Regions from separate parts of the Mus musculus genome. Here region 1 is linked to region 2. A link is a contact called in public Hi-C data. All regions are on one chromosome and are shown on one strand. Each heading gives the region's core, a stretch centred on a gene start, on an enhancer-like site or on the middle of the called end of the contact. The rest is flanking DNA. Distances are from core to core; before and after follow the strand shown.

Evidence for each region. A called contact is a pair of places that touch in the nucleus more often than the background predicts.
Region 1: a contact with region 2 is called in a Hi-C map of uterus, with 2.0 times the contacts expected there. The contact joins the promoter of 1700023C21Rik here to the enhancer-like site in region 2. A contact is called at or near these places in 3 of 39 promoter capture datasets (hippocampal neurons and liver), 1 of 15 datasets of contacts at CTCF or cohesin (CD8 T cells), 26 of 484 Hi-C or Micro-C datasets (the C2C12 cell line, CD8 T cells, LSK cells and 11 more), 4 of 115 datasets of contacts at active chromatin or transcription factors (the NIH/3T3 cell line, embryonic fibroblasts, embryonic stem cells and 1 more) and 1 of 9 other capture datasets (embryonic stem cells).

Annotation. Positions count from the first base shown.
Region 1 is chr11:109,841,088-109,847,264 of GRCm38.p6, reverse strand. It overlaps 1700023C21Rik (RIKEN cDNA 1700023C21 gene), which reads right to left and starts at 1,387. Exons shown (of 3, transcript NR_045909.1): 1 at 1,200-1,387.
Region 2 is chr11:109,802,198-109,808,622 of GRCm38.p6, reverse strand. The region is part of intron 2 of 1700012B07Rik (RIKEN cDNA 1700012B07 gene); the gene reads left to right. It overlaps Gm11683 (a long non-coding RNA gene), which reads right to left. Exons shown (of 2, transcript XR_389104.3): 2 at 5,827-6,425. Among named protein-coding and RNA genes, the nearest start is that of Gm11683, 8.2 kb to the right of the region's middle. Within about 2 kb of position 4,597, at least 15 of the 459 cell types and tissues checked have an H3K27ac peak or open chromatin away from gene starts, as enhancers often do. A contact at or near this core is called in the C2C12 cell line and uterus, where this site is marked.

The sequences.
Region 1 (6,177 bases), core at 138-2,637, 42 kb before region 2:
AAGGAGGGGACAGGAGGTCTCAGTTAGACTAATTGGGCCAGGGGCACGGTGGCAGTGGCAAGTGAAATGTCCCCTGAGGACAGACTGATGGAGCAAAAATAAGCCCGGACAAGACTCAAACTGCTAGCACTTGGGGAGCAAGGCTGGGGAATTAGACAGTCTAGCCTTAGAAAAATAGATTAGAGGTAATTCGCTCAGTAATTGTGTTAAAGTTGATTAAATAAGTCTAGTAGGACTCTGTCTCAATTATTGGTGGGGGGGGGGGGTGGCTGCCAGGGTCAAATTAAAAATAATAGAGTAACTGATAACATTTATAAGCAACATGAAAACTGGTGAATATCTCTAGTTGCCCTGGAGCCGGGTGAACAGTACTTTAGGGGGTTGGTCTGAGAGCCCAGGGTCCTTCTCAAACCCTTCGTTGGACGCTTAGCAAATCTGCCCTGGGATGCCTACCAAACCTGACTTAAGATGCCGCTTATCTGACCCTCCCAGGAAGCTTATCAAGCTTTAAAATCAATCAATCAATCAATCAGTGCTTAGTTGTCCCACAACCTCCATCCAGCGCCTTGCTCTGCTACCCTCTTCTGACAGAAAGATTGTAAGAGGCAGAGTTGGTGTTGGGCTGACTACCAGGAAACTGCTTTCTGGATATCGCAGGACAGCTGTACAAATGAACTCACAGCAGTTGAAACAGCACGCACAAGACCTTGCGCGCCAGCTCAAGCCAAACAAAATCCCAGCATGGAGCGCGGAGGTGAAGTCCCACCCCTAGCTAAGGACCCATTGGAAGCTGCAAGCTTCTGGGAGAGGCAGTTATTTTCTTCAGTACTGTGGCCCTCTCTCTGGTGGATAGAGCAGCCCCCAGAGAGAAGACCATACATCCAAGAGCATATGAGATACAAACTGTATTAAATGAGTTGGGGGGGGGGCACAAATTTGAGTGGCTAGGAAGGAGGAATGGACCTTGAATGGTAGGGGAACAGGGGTGAATATCATCAAAATGAATTGTACAAAATCTTCAAAGAATTAATAAAAGAAGGAGGAAAAAAATAGAAGCGGATGTAGAACACAGAGGTCAGGAGTCGGCAGCTGCTTCAAAGGGAAGCTACACTTAGAACATGCTGCTCGCTCTCCTGCCCTTTACTTTCCCGGGACTCTGGCGTCTGCAGTCCTGGCTCCCTTGGTGATGCTCAACTCACCCATCTGTCCCCTGCCAGCACAACAGCAACAGACTGCTCGCAACCTCATTTGGTTCTCAGAGACCTGTGGTGTGGCAGACAAAGACCCTGAGGGGAAGAAACCAAATGTGGCACCTTAGGGTTTTTTCTGCTTCTCAGATTTCTTGGCCCTGAGGCCTCAACTGGTTCGGCTGCCTCCTAACCGCCACAGAAAGAGTTTTATGTTGTTACATTACAGTTGTTGGGCTCTATGCACCAGGCAGTTACGTCACAGCTACTGGATTCTGCTCTGCTGATGTGACCACAACAACGGAATGTCACTGAAGTGGTCATGCCTGTGTTCCACTTCAACATGGTTTACAAACACACAGAGCAGCCATGTTCATGATGGACACCAGCTGTTGTTTTTCTTTCTTTCACAGAGTCTATTTTGAGATGTTTGTTTGTTTGTTTGTTTGTTTGTTTGTTTGTTGTTTGTGGTGGGGATTGAATCCAGTTTCTTACACATTCACAAGAAGAAAGAAAACTACTCTTAGCGGCCCTGTGGACCACAGGACATACTTAGGGCTTAAATATGAGTCTCTTTTAATATTATAAAGTGTTGTCGCTTGTGTATTGTTCTTGGGGTTTTGTGGCAGAGGGTGGGGCTAGCTGATGTCTTTGATTTCTTTGTCTTGGGGTTTTGTCTGTTTTGTTTTGCTTTTAGATTTATTTATTGATTGATTTATTTGTTTGTTTATTTATTTAGTGTGAGTACACTGTCCTCAGACACACCAGAAGAGGGCATCAGATCCTATTACAAATGGTTTTGAGTCACCATGTGGCTGCTGGGAATTGAACTCAGGACCTCTGGAAGAGCAGCGCCTTTGTCTTAGTTTTAACTTCACACTTTCTTTTAACTTGCCTTTTCCAGAGCATTTCTCTTCTCATGCTTTTATCTTTGTAGTCCGTGTGTCACTCTGTTAAATATGTCTCTTTCCTCTGCTTAGACTGGGTCTGATTCTGTTTTGTTATCCAGTCATGTCTTTTTTAATTATAGTATTTAGCCCATTTATAGTAAATGACTTGCTAGATGGGGCTGATTTTAATTTACTTAAATGCATTGCTTTTTGTACAAGGTTCTCAATGAAGTCCAAGAGAGAAAGTGACTACAGAAAACTTACATTCCATCAGGATTTGGGTCTCTGTGGGTAGGACTTGATAAGGATTCATGTATTTAGTATTCCCTGGACGTAAACATTTTGGCATACTGAATATTTACGGTCAAAGAAAATCACCGAGGAATAAAACCAGCATACTGCTCTTGCAGGGTCCTGAGGAGTCACAAGCCAGTTAGTGTGGAGGATTTTATTTTTCCCTTGTACCAACAGACTCCTCCACTCCCCTGGCTGCTAGCTGTCGGCAGCTGGCCCTCCTTCCAAGAATCAAAGGAGTTCAAGTGTGTGACATTTGGGACTCCCTCTGCTGTGCAAAGCAATTGGAAAAAAATCTGTTGTTTTATAGTCCTGGAGCTCCAAGCTGCCCAAAGGGAGGAAGAACTTGTAAGAAGGGACCTTCATCTCAGACCGTCTCTTCTCTGTGCTAATAGAGGAACTTTGGGAAGGAAGTCTGAGGGTATAGTTCAATTGGTAGAGTGCCTGCCTGGCATGAAGGAAAGTCCTAGCTCCCGTCCCCAGCATTGCACTAACCAGATGTGCTGACAACATGTCTATAATCCCAGTATTTGGAAGATAGAGAGATCAAGAATTCAAGGTCAGCTACATAGTGCTTTTGAAACCAATCTGGGCTTTGGGAGATCCTATTTCAAAAATTAATTAACTAATAATGAAAGAGTTTCTGTGGACCCTTCTCCCTTGTTACAGACAGTGGAGTTTCCTCACTTCCTGTTTTGTCTGGCTTTTCAGGTTACACATTTACATGGGAAGGGGCAGGGATGATATAGGGGTCTGACTCAGGAGACAGTGAAAAGGAAAGGGATGGTGGGATACATCTATGGCAGAATAATATGAGCTTCTCAGCACTGTAACAGGAAAAGTCCCTGGCTTGTCCTTCCACCGAAGGACGGCTCACAAAGATTAAATCCCCATTACAAACCAGTCTGAGATGCTAGAGACTCCAGCTTGAGTCTGTTAAGCCCTAAAAGGCTCGACTGACACAGCCCAGTACAGTATAGCTGCTATTCCTTAGTTGATCATCAAGACTCCCTCAGGTCCAGTTCCCATTGGCAGTCTTATATCAACCAGAAGTCATGGACACAGCTTTGCATCTTTCCAGAGCCATTTCACAGGCTCCAAGGAGTGTGTGTGGATGGAGAGAAAACATGGACCTGGAACTAGAGAGTCTTGGATTAGAATTTTCTCTCTACCCTGAGTAGCCATTAGACCTTGAAATGTTCTCATCCATGGGTTGACACTGCCCAGTGAAGTTGTCATGGCTCTCCAGAGGACGAAAAGGTGGTGTCAGGAGATACGCAGATTTTTATTTGGTTGGTTATTTTGTTTTAAAGAATCCTGGATGGTGGATCTGTGTGATGGTGGTGATTTTGTAAACCCAAATTCTGACCAGGAAAGCCAATGACTATGCTAATAAACCATGAAGTGCCAAGGCTACAAAGAAAGTCAAAAGCAAAATTTCCTCCTGTTCAGGGTTGTCAGGCTTTGACAGACAGGATGTAGCCCATCGAGACTGTAGAAGAAAATGTGCTCGAGTTGTAGACTACCACATGGATTTAAAGGTCAGTGCCATCTGAGTACACCCTCACAGAAACATTTGAACAATGTTTTGGACCAACTATCTGGGCATTGTAGCACCGTAAGTTAAACTATAGAATCGTTCACTACCGTGATGTATTGATTACTTTTCTGTGACTGTGGTTAAATACCATGACCAACAGCAAGCTAAAGAAGAAAATGATTTATGTTCTCCTACAGTTCCAGAGTCCAGCATTTCAAAGAGGGCATTGCAACAGTCAGGGGATACATGGTTAAAGGAGCAGGAAGCTAGCTTATCACATGTTCATCCATACACAGGGGGAGGGAGGGTGGATAAACGGATGGATGGATGGATGGATGGATGGATGGATGGATGGATGGATGGACAGACAAATGGAAAAGTACAGATAGATGATGATGATGATGAAGATAGATAGATAGATTGATAGATTGATAGATAGATAGATAGATAGATAGATAGATAGATAGATAGATAGATAGATTGATAGATAGATAGATAGATAGATAGATAGATAGATAGATAGATAGATAGATAGATAGATAGATAGATTGATGGCTGGATGGATGAAGCAGAAAATCAGGCAAAGCTATAAACACTCAAAGCTTTCCTCCAACAAGGCTCAGGCGCTCTCTCTCTCTCTCTCTCTCTCTCTCTCTCTCTCTCTCTCTCTCTCTCTCTCTCTCTCTCTCCCTCCCTCTCCTAAAGGTTATGTAACCTCCCCAAACAGCACAACCAACCAGGGACCATGGCCCACTCAAACACATGTGCCCGTGGGAGACATTTCTTCCTAAACCATAAGTGGTAACACACACTAGAGATTACTATGATTGCCTCCCCTTCACATTTTTTTATTCTTAAACCATACATTCCTTCATCCAAGTCCCTTGGCCTTGCCATATCCCTTGGGTCCTTCAGTCATCAGATGTCTGCACTGCTGAGTGTGGACACTTTCGGAACCCTTGCTCATAGGATGGGACCTGCCATCCACTGCTCTCTTGCTGACTCTCCTCCTTTGTACCTTTATCCCCTACAAAGGTATGGACCTGCTGACCTAGGCACTCTACATGTACTCACACCCAAGGCCACCTGTTTTGTGTCACAAGCTGTTCCTCCTTCCATGGACTCTGACCCCATCACAAGAAATTAAAAATAATGACAAAATAATTATAAGCAGAGAATAACATTCTCCCTGCCAACTTCCTGTTTAAATACTCCTGGATTCTGTTTTTCGTATATTTGGCTTCCTTAGAAACACAACACTGTCTTCTTCCAGATTCCTCTCCTTTTATTCTCCCTCCTTTGGCAGTGCCAGGGGAGGCTATTTTACGAAGCTCTTCAGGCTTTTTTTTCCCTTTCAGCAGACTGAAAGCACAGAGATCCCCAATATGCCATCAGGAGAAAAGGTCATTTCTTAGAAGCTTAGTAACAGAGCCTTACACAGCAGCCTGGGGAGGCTCTGCACAGATAAACACGATACAAGAAACATAGGCTCATACATAAAGGAGAAAATGCAGAAACTTGAGAAAATGTAGACAACATCTTTAACTGCCAAACATGATGTAAATGAAAGGGAATAAAGATGAAACGCTGTATTGATAATGTACACCCAGAAAGACAGAAGAGCCATTTCATTCTCATACTTGGGCAGACCCCTCTCTGGTGTTACAGATTTCTCCCAAACACTCAACTAATGCCATCTCTTCTTTCTCTGCATCCTTAATGAGACGGGTGTTGTTGAGAACACAGGTTGGCACTGGGTTATGTCACCCAATCAGCTACTAAGATTCTGCCTCATGTTTTGCAAACTTGTGTGTCTTGTTTTTCTTGAACATTGCAACACTGCGGAGGACTGGGTCCTTGACTTTCCTCTCCAGGTCCCCAGAATCCTTCATAGTGTCCACAATGGTATGCATTTATTTGTTAAGGTCTGATCCTACTTTATTTACACCATTAGAAACATTCCCAAGGCATGTTCCTGAACACCCCGAAAAAAAGTCCTATCAATGGGGTCTTGGGAGATGGCTCAGTAGGCAAAATAGTTTGCTGTATAAGTATGAGGTTCTGATTTTAGATCCCAGAAATCCACATAAGATCCAGGCAAGACTGCTCACACCTATAACCCAAGCACTGTGATGGGTGGGTGTGGAGCAGGTGACAGAGGCAGACAGATTCCAGGAGCTTATCTGTCAGCCAGTCTACATGAATCAGTGAGCTTAAAGTTCAATGAGAGGCTATCTCAAAAAGTAAAATGTAGAGAGGTTGAGCA
Region 2 (6,425 bases), core at 3,348-5,847:
CCTGGAGACCTATTTTTACCCTCCAAACATCACGTGACCTTGCCTCAGCATAGGTTTTGCCTCAGCATGTGCATCCAATCAGCCCAAGTCCTTGGAAGCGGCAAGAAACTGCAGCACACCACCAGAAGTTTTTGGTGCGGTTTCTCTCTATGGCATCCCAACAAATGCAGCTCAACTACACAGTGTAAGGCAGACCAACACATGCGTGTTGTCAGCAAAGAATCCTTCATTACATGTCTTTTAGCAGAGCATCCTCTATCCTGTGTCTCCTTCAGCAAAACATTTCCTCACAAGTCGGCCTTTCACACCTGTGTCCACGTTAACAATACATTCCTTCACATGCTTGTCCCTGCAAAACACCATCCAAATAACTTTCCAAAGAACCCTTAAGTTTCCACTTCATAGACCCAGGAATAGTGAGTGATCCTCCACATGCATGCTTGTGTGCTGATGGGTAGTTTGCCTCTGATCTCAGGGACCTTGTCTTCTGTGATATAAAATGGAGTTTGCCATGTACCAGTTTCCCTCTGTCTCCTGCTCCCCTGAAATGTGAGGAGCACCAGCCATATACTCATGAAGCTAAGAACTCTGCCATGCCTTCCCCCGCTGTGGCGGACTGTACACTTCAAAGTGTGAGCCAAAATAAGTCCTTCTTCCCTCCAGTTCTATCAGGTTTGTCACAGGGCCAAGGAGCACAACGAATTCATGGAAGATATTGATAGAAGGTTTTTCCTTAAATCCAAACCCAAACCGACCTCTCAGAAGTTGCCATTACCAGTTCCATCATCTGTCTTTTAGAGCCAAATGGGTATGTCCCATAATACATGAGATTCTAGAACAACCCTATGTTCCCAACTAGGTCCACCCTTTGCAAAGACAGTTGTTCCCTCCTTTCATGTGGCTCTAAAGGACAGGGGAGTTTTGCTTTCCTTAGCCCCTTCACCATCCTCCACTCATGAACCACATTTTTCTCTGCTGCCTCCTGCAGCCAACCCTGGAGTTGGAACCAGAGAGTCTGCTAGGACTGGAATGGGGAGAACGCCTATCTCTTGGTTCCAACTCCCCTGTCTGTTGACCTAGGACGTAGCTTTGCTAGCAGATTGGCTCATTACTTCCCAAAGTCTTTATCATTTTCAGATTTCAGTGTTCAAAGACAGAAGGCAGCATGTTCTTGGGTGTGTTATGCCTCTGACAAGGCCATATTTATTAGGTTTGTTTGGTGACTTGTTACTTGGTTAAATTCCATTTGTGCCACACTTATGCCCCAACCCACACTACATCGATAATTCCCAAGAATCTGTACTGAGAAAGAGAGGTGTTTGGCTTTTTCTACATCTACATCCCTTGTCTACATCCATTACAGCTCTAGAGAGGGATCATTCAGCTATCATAATGTGTGAATTATTTGCTCTTTAGTGTTTTAAAAACTCCTTAAAAATAACATGTCATAAGCAGAACGAAGAAACCTATAAAGAAAACCTATGAACTTTTAGGGTTAACTTATAAGGATTTTTAACTACAGAATACCTTCATCTTTGCCCTGTAGTACCATAGTCATAGGAACATTGGATCATTTAGGTCATGTACCTAGAGATAGGCATCTTAGAATTCTACTGGTCATACCCTATTAAGTGAACACAATTAACAAGATATACAGAACAATATATACAAGGCTGGTTGGTGTCACCATGTTGCCATCAGAGACCCAAGGTTTCCACAGCTTCCTCCTCCTCCTCCTCCTTAGTCTCACCTCCACAAGATGGCTTCTCACCTCTAAGGTACAACACATATGCATTCCAAACAGGAAAGGGGCAGATGGGTCCTGGAAAATGAAACAATCTCATTCCAGCTGTGTACTAGAAAATGATCGTTTCCCATGATCCTCTCCCCCACACCATACTATCCTTGCTCTCTGGACAGAACTATGACACAGGGCCGTCCCCGCTGCAAAGCAGTGGAATGGCTTTATATGTAAAGCAGTCACTTCGTGACGAGATCAAGGATGATGGGAAACTGATGGTGGAGGTCAGGGCTGACCAGGTATTATTACCCCTGATTCATAAGGGAAAAATATTCTATTATGAAAGTCTAGAGACTTTTCCAAGTTCGCAGCTACAGACAACAGCACCTCTCAGCTTCCAAGGAGCCATCGTCTGCCGTTGTGTGGACACCAGTGGCCCTGTAGGAGGCATCATTTAGAGTCAACCATTGAAACACATCTACTCACAAATGCTGCCTGCCCTTCATCTCCCGGCACAGCCAGCATCCACAAAGAGAGCCCAGGTGGTAACCAAATCCTGGCTTTGCTACCTTGTGCGTGCGTGTGTGTGTGTGTGTGTGTGTGTGTGTGAACTCTGTGTTGTATTAGCAGCTCCTTCTTCTGATTTTCACAGTGCAGCAGAGTTTAGAATCAGCCTTGGTTTGTTCCAGTTTATATTTTCCAGAAAAAAAGAGGGTTGGTGCCAGTGAGCCTTTTTCTGTAAACTGATGGTGGAATGGTGGTTAATAGCACACTGTAGCAAATGAAGAGGCTTGACTCCCAGTCCCACGAGCTTCCAATGTGTGTTCCTGGCCAAGTCCCTTAACCTTTCTCTGTTATTATCTCTCCACCACTGGATCAGAGTCCTCTTGCCACAGAGCAAATGACCACACATCTGGTGGATTAAAACAACATCTGCTAATTATGTCTACTTTTATGGGTCAGGAAACTGGACAAAGCTTACTGACTCCTACCCTTGGCATCCCCTTGTGGCTCTGGATTCTTGGCAAGATCCATTTCTTTGCAGACTTAGAACTCACATTGGTTTGTCTCTTGAAAGCTTTGAACCCAAGATCATTTTGAAGGGACTCAGTGAATTAGGTGAGGCCTGCCAAGATACGCTCTTTGTTTGTTTGTTTTTATTTGGGGGGTATGAGTGGTTTGCTTGCGTGTAGGCATGTGTACCATATGTGTGGTTCCTGTTGAGACCAGAAAAGGGCATCAGATCTTCCGGAACTAGAATTACAGATGGCTCTTAGCCACTATGTGGGTTCTAGGAAACAGACTGGTGTCCCCTGGAAAGCAACAAGTCTCTTAGCCACTGAGCCATTTCTGCAACCCATAAGCTCCTTCTTGATCCCTTTAGAGTCACCTTATAAGGGTTTATAAACTAAAAAATTCCTTTATCTTTGCCTTATAGTGCCATAGTCATTGGAATGTTGGATCATCACATTCACCAGCCCAGGTCACATCCAAGGACATGGATCATCTAGGACATATATCATATGGGATTAGAATCCTAGGCATCTTAGAATTCTACCTGCCATACTCTATACAATAAAGATTCAGTTCTTACACGTGTCTTACACGGTCCTTCTGAATACTCAAGCCACAGGGAAGAGCCCTTTTGAGGAGCTGGGAGAGTCAAACAATATTAACATAACACTTGTTTTAAAAGAAATCACAAGCCAGGCATGGCGATGCATGTATGTCACCCAGTGCTTGGGAGGCAGATGAAAGAGGGTCAGATGTTCAAGCCGACCTTGATTACACAGAGAATCTGAGGCCAGCTTGAGTTACATGAGGCAGCTGTGAAAGTAACGCTAACAGAATCAAATTAAAATGTTTAGAAATTACAGTGTTTCTCTTGCATTAACAGCTTTTCCCTGATGCAGAAGTTGGCAAGAAGCCTTAAAGCTTTAATACAACTGAATGACTTTTAGATAGATAGGTGGATAGATAGATAGATGATAGATAGATAGATAGATAGATAGATAGATAGATAGATAGATAGATATTTTAAAACCCAGTGTGGTTTTTATTTCTTTTTTAAGCATATGGAAGCCATTGTCAGAAACAAAAGGTGCTTAAACCAGTCAAACACTGCAATCCATAAGGCGATCATTTCCACCCTTAACCCCACCCCACCCCCCACCCCACCCCCGATTTGGCTTCTAGCATGCAACACAGAGGAGCATCTATTTGGTCGCCAGAGTCTACACAGGTAAGTCCAGATTCTAACCGGGTGGTGTATGAGTCCCTGCTGCCCTAGTGGAAATCACCCAGAGGTTTGTCCAAAGCACTGCTCAGCAAAACTCAACCTCAGTGGGCATGGGGACACCTGCGCACTGGACTTTTTGAAAGCCTCCATGGGAGGCTCCTACACACTACCAGAGCCGGGAGCTGCTACTCTCCAGCCAGCGAAAATTTAGTACCCCTACTATGAACATGAAAACCCCTTTTAAAATAGCTCTAAAAGGTTCAGTCCATACAGGGCTTGCCGTGAGAGAACAAAAACCTAAGTCCAATCCCTCCGAGCCCAGATAAAGCTGCAGAAAGTGCTAGGTGTGAGTCTCAGCACTGGGGAGGTGCAGATGGGAAGATCTGGAAAACTTGTCCACCAACCAGCCTAATTGGCGAGCTTCAAGAAAATGAGAGAGCCTGTCTCAAAGGTACGGGAGAGCCAAAGGTGACACCCAGGGTTGTCCTGAGGCCTACACAGACATGGGCATGGTAGCGGAGACGGGTAAGTTAATATTTTTATAGAGCCTGCACATGGCAAGGCCGTTTCCTCAAAGGAACAAGAATAAAACCCAAAGATGTAGGGGTGCAGCTCAGTGTAGAGTATTTGCCAAGTACATGTCCTTTTCTTAAGAGGAAACAGAGTTGTTCAGCAGAAACCTATTTTTTACTTTAAAAGGCTCAGAGTTAAGTAGGAAATACTTCTCTTTCTGTGCTCAAAGAGAAGCATTTTCAGCATCAAGGGCATGGGATTAATTCTGAGGTTACAAACAAGTCTTCTTTCAAAATTTCCAGTTTTCTATGAGTATGTGTTATCTCCGGGTTTAATCACTTCCAGAGAATGCCTCCCTGCTTCTCCCCCTCCCCTCCCCCTCCCCCTCCCCCTCACCCCTAAAAACCATCACTAAAGAAAGAATTTTAAAAGTAGTCAAATGTCCTGGTTATCTCACAATAAATAAAGAGCAGCCTGGAGTCTCCCACTCCCCCGTTCCCTGTGCCTTTCCTCTTCCCCAGGGCCACCTCCATCCCAGCCTGGGAGGGGCTGCCCCTGATGCCTGCTGGATGAACAATCCCTGAGTCCAGCAATACTGGCTGCAAAGGCCAACAGTTAGTGGCTAAGGGGGTCTCAGCAAAGCCCCATGAGACTAGATTCCTCTTAAGATAATGCTGGAGTAGTGGAAGACATTTGAGATTGAAAGCCACGTGAGCTCTGGTGCCTGGGATCTAAAGGGGCAGTCCCTCCCAGTACACCACACACTGCTTCGAATTCTTGACAGGCATCCCAAGAGGCAGAGCATCCTGGAAGAAAAGTCCAGTTTCAGCTCAGACAGGCATCTTCACAGCCCTCCCCCCATGAACTTGTTTCCCAAACATTTATTGAGCCTCTGTTAAATTCCAGACACCCCATTAAACCATGGTAGCCCAGCCATCACCTGACTCCACTGATGAAAATGTTCAGAGCTGGAGAGATGTCTGTCAGTGAAGTGCTCACTGCACAAGCATGAGTTTGACCCCCAGCACCATGTAATAAATGTGGGCACACATCTGAAACCCCCAACACTAGGACAAGGAGAAAGATGGACGTTTGAAATCCATGGCCCAGTCTAGCCTAACAGGCAAGTTCCAGGCCAGTTCGAGATCCTGCCTAAAAATACAGGCAGACAGTACATGAGACACAGACAGCACCCAGGAGTGACCGCCATCCTCCACGTGTGTCAGCACAGATGTGCATGCTCAGAACACAAGCTCAAAGGAAAAAGGAAAAAAAAATGCTTCCCACATACCAGCACGGACCTCAGAATTAAATGTTTTAGCAGACTCTGAAAGACGATTCTGAGTCACATTTTATTATTAATTAATTTACTTTACATCCCTGTTGTAGCTTCCCCTCAGTCCACTCCTCTTAGACCCTCCTCTCACCTCACCCTCCACCATCTTCCCTTTCTCCTCAGAAAAGGCTGAGTCGTGGTTTTATATCTACCTTGGCTTCTAAGGGGAAATGTTCAGTGAGCTGACTTCTTTCTGTTTTTTTTTCTTATCAATTTATTTACTTATTCACTTTATATTTCAATATCAACCCCCTTCTTCCCAGTCTACCCTATGCCTCCTCCCCTCACTCCCCACTCCCCATCTCTTTTGTGAAAGAGGAGCTCTTTCTGCCCCCCCCCCATATCACCCCACCCTGGCACATCAAGTCACTGCAGGACAAGACTCATCCTCTCCCACTGAGGCCAGACAAGGCAGGCCAGTTAGGGGAATGGGATCCACAGGAAGGCAACAGACTCAGGGAAAGCCCCTGCTTCAGTTGTTGGGGACCCACATGAAGACCACGTTGCACAGCTGTTACAGATGTGCTGGGGGTTGGGGTAGGCCCAGCCCATGTTTGCTCTCTGGTTGGTGTTTCAGTCTCTGGTAGCCCTCAAAG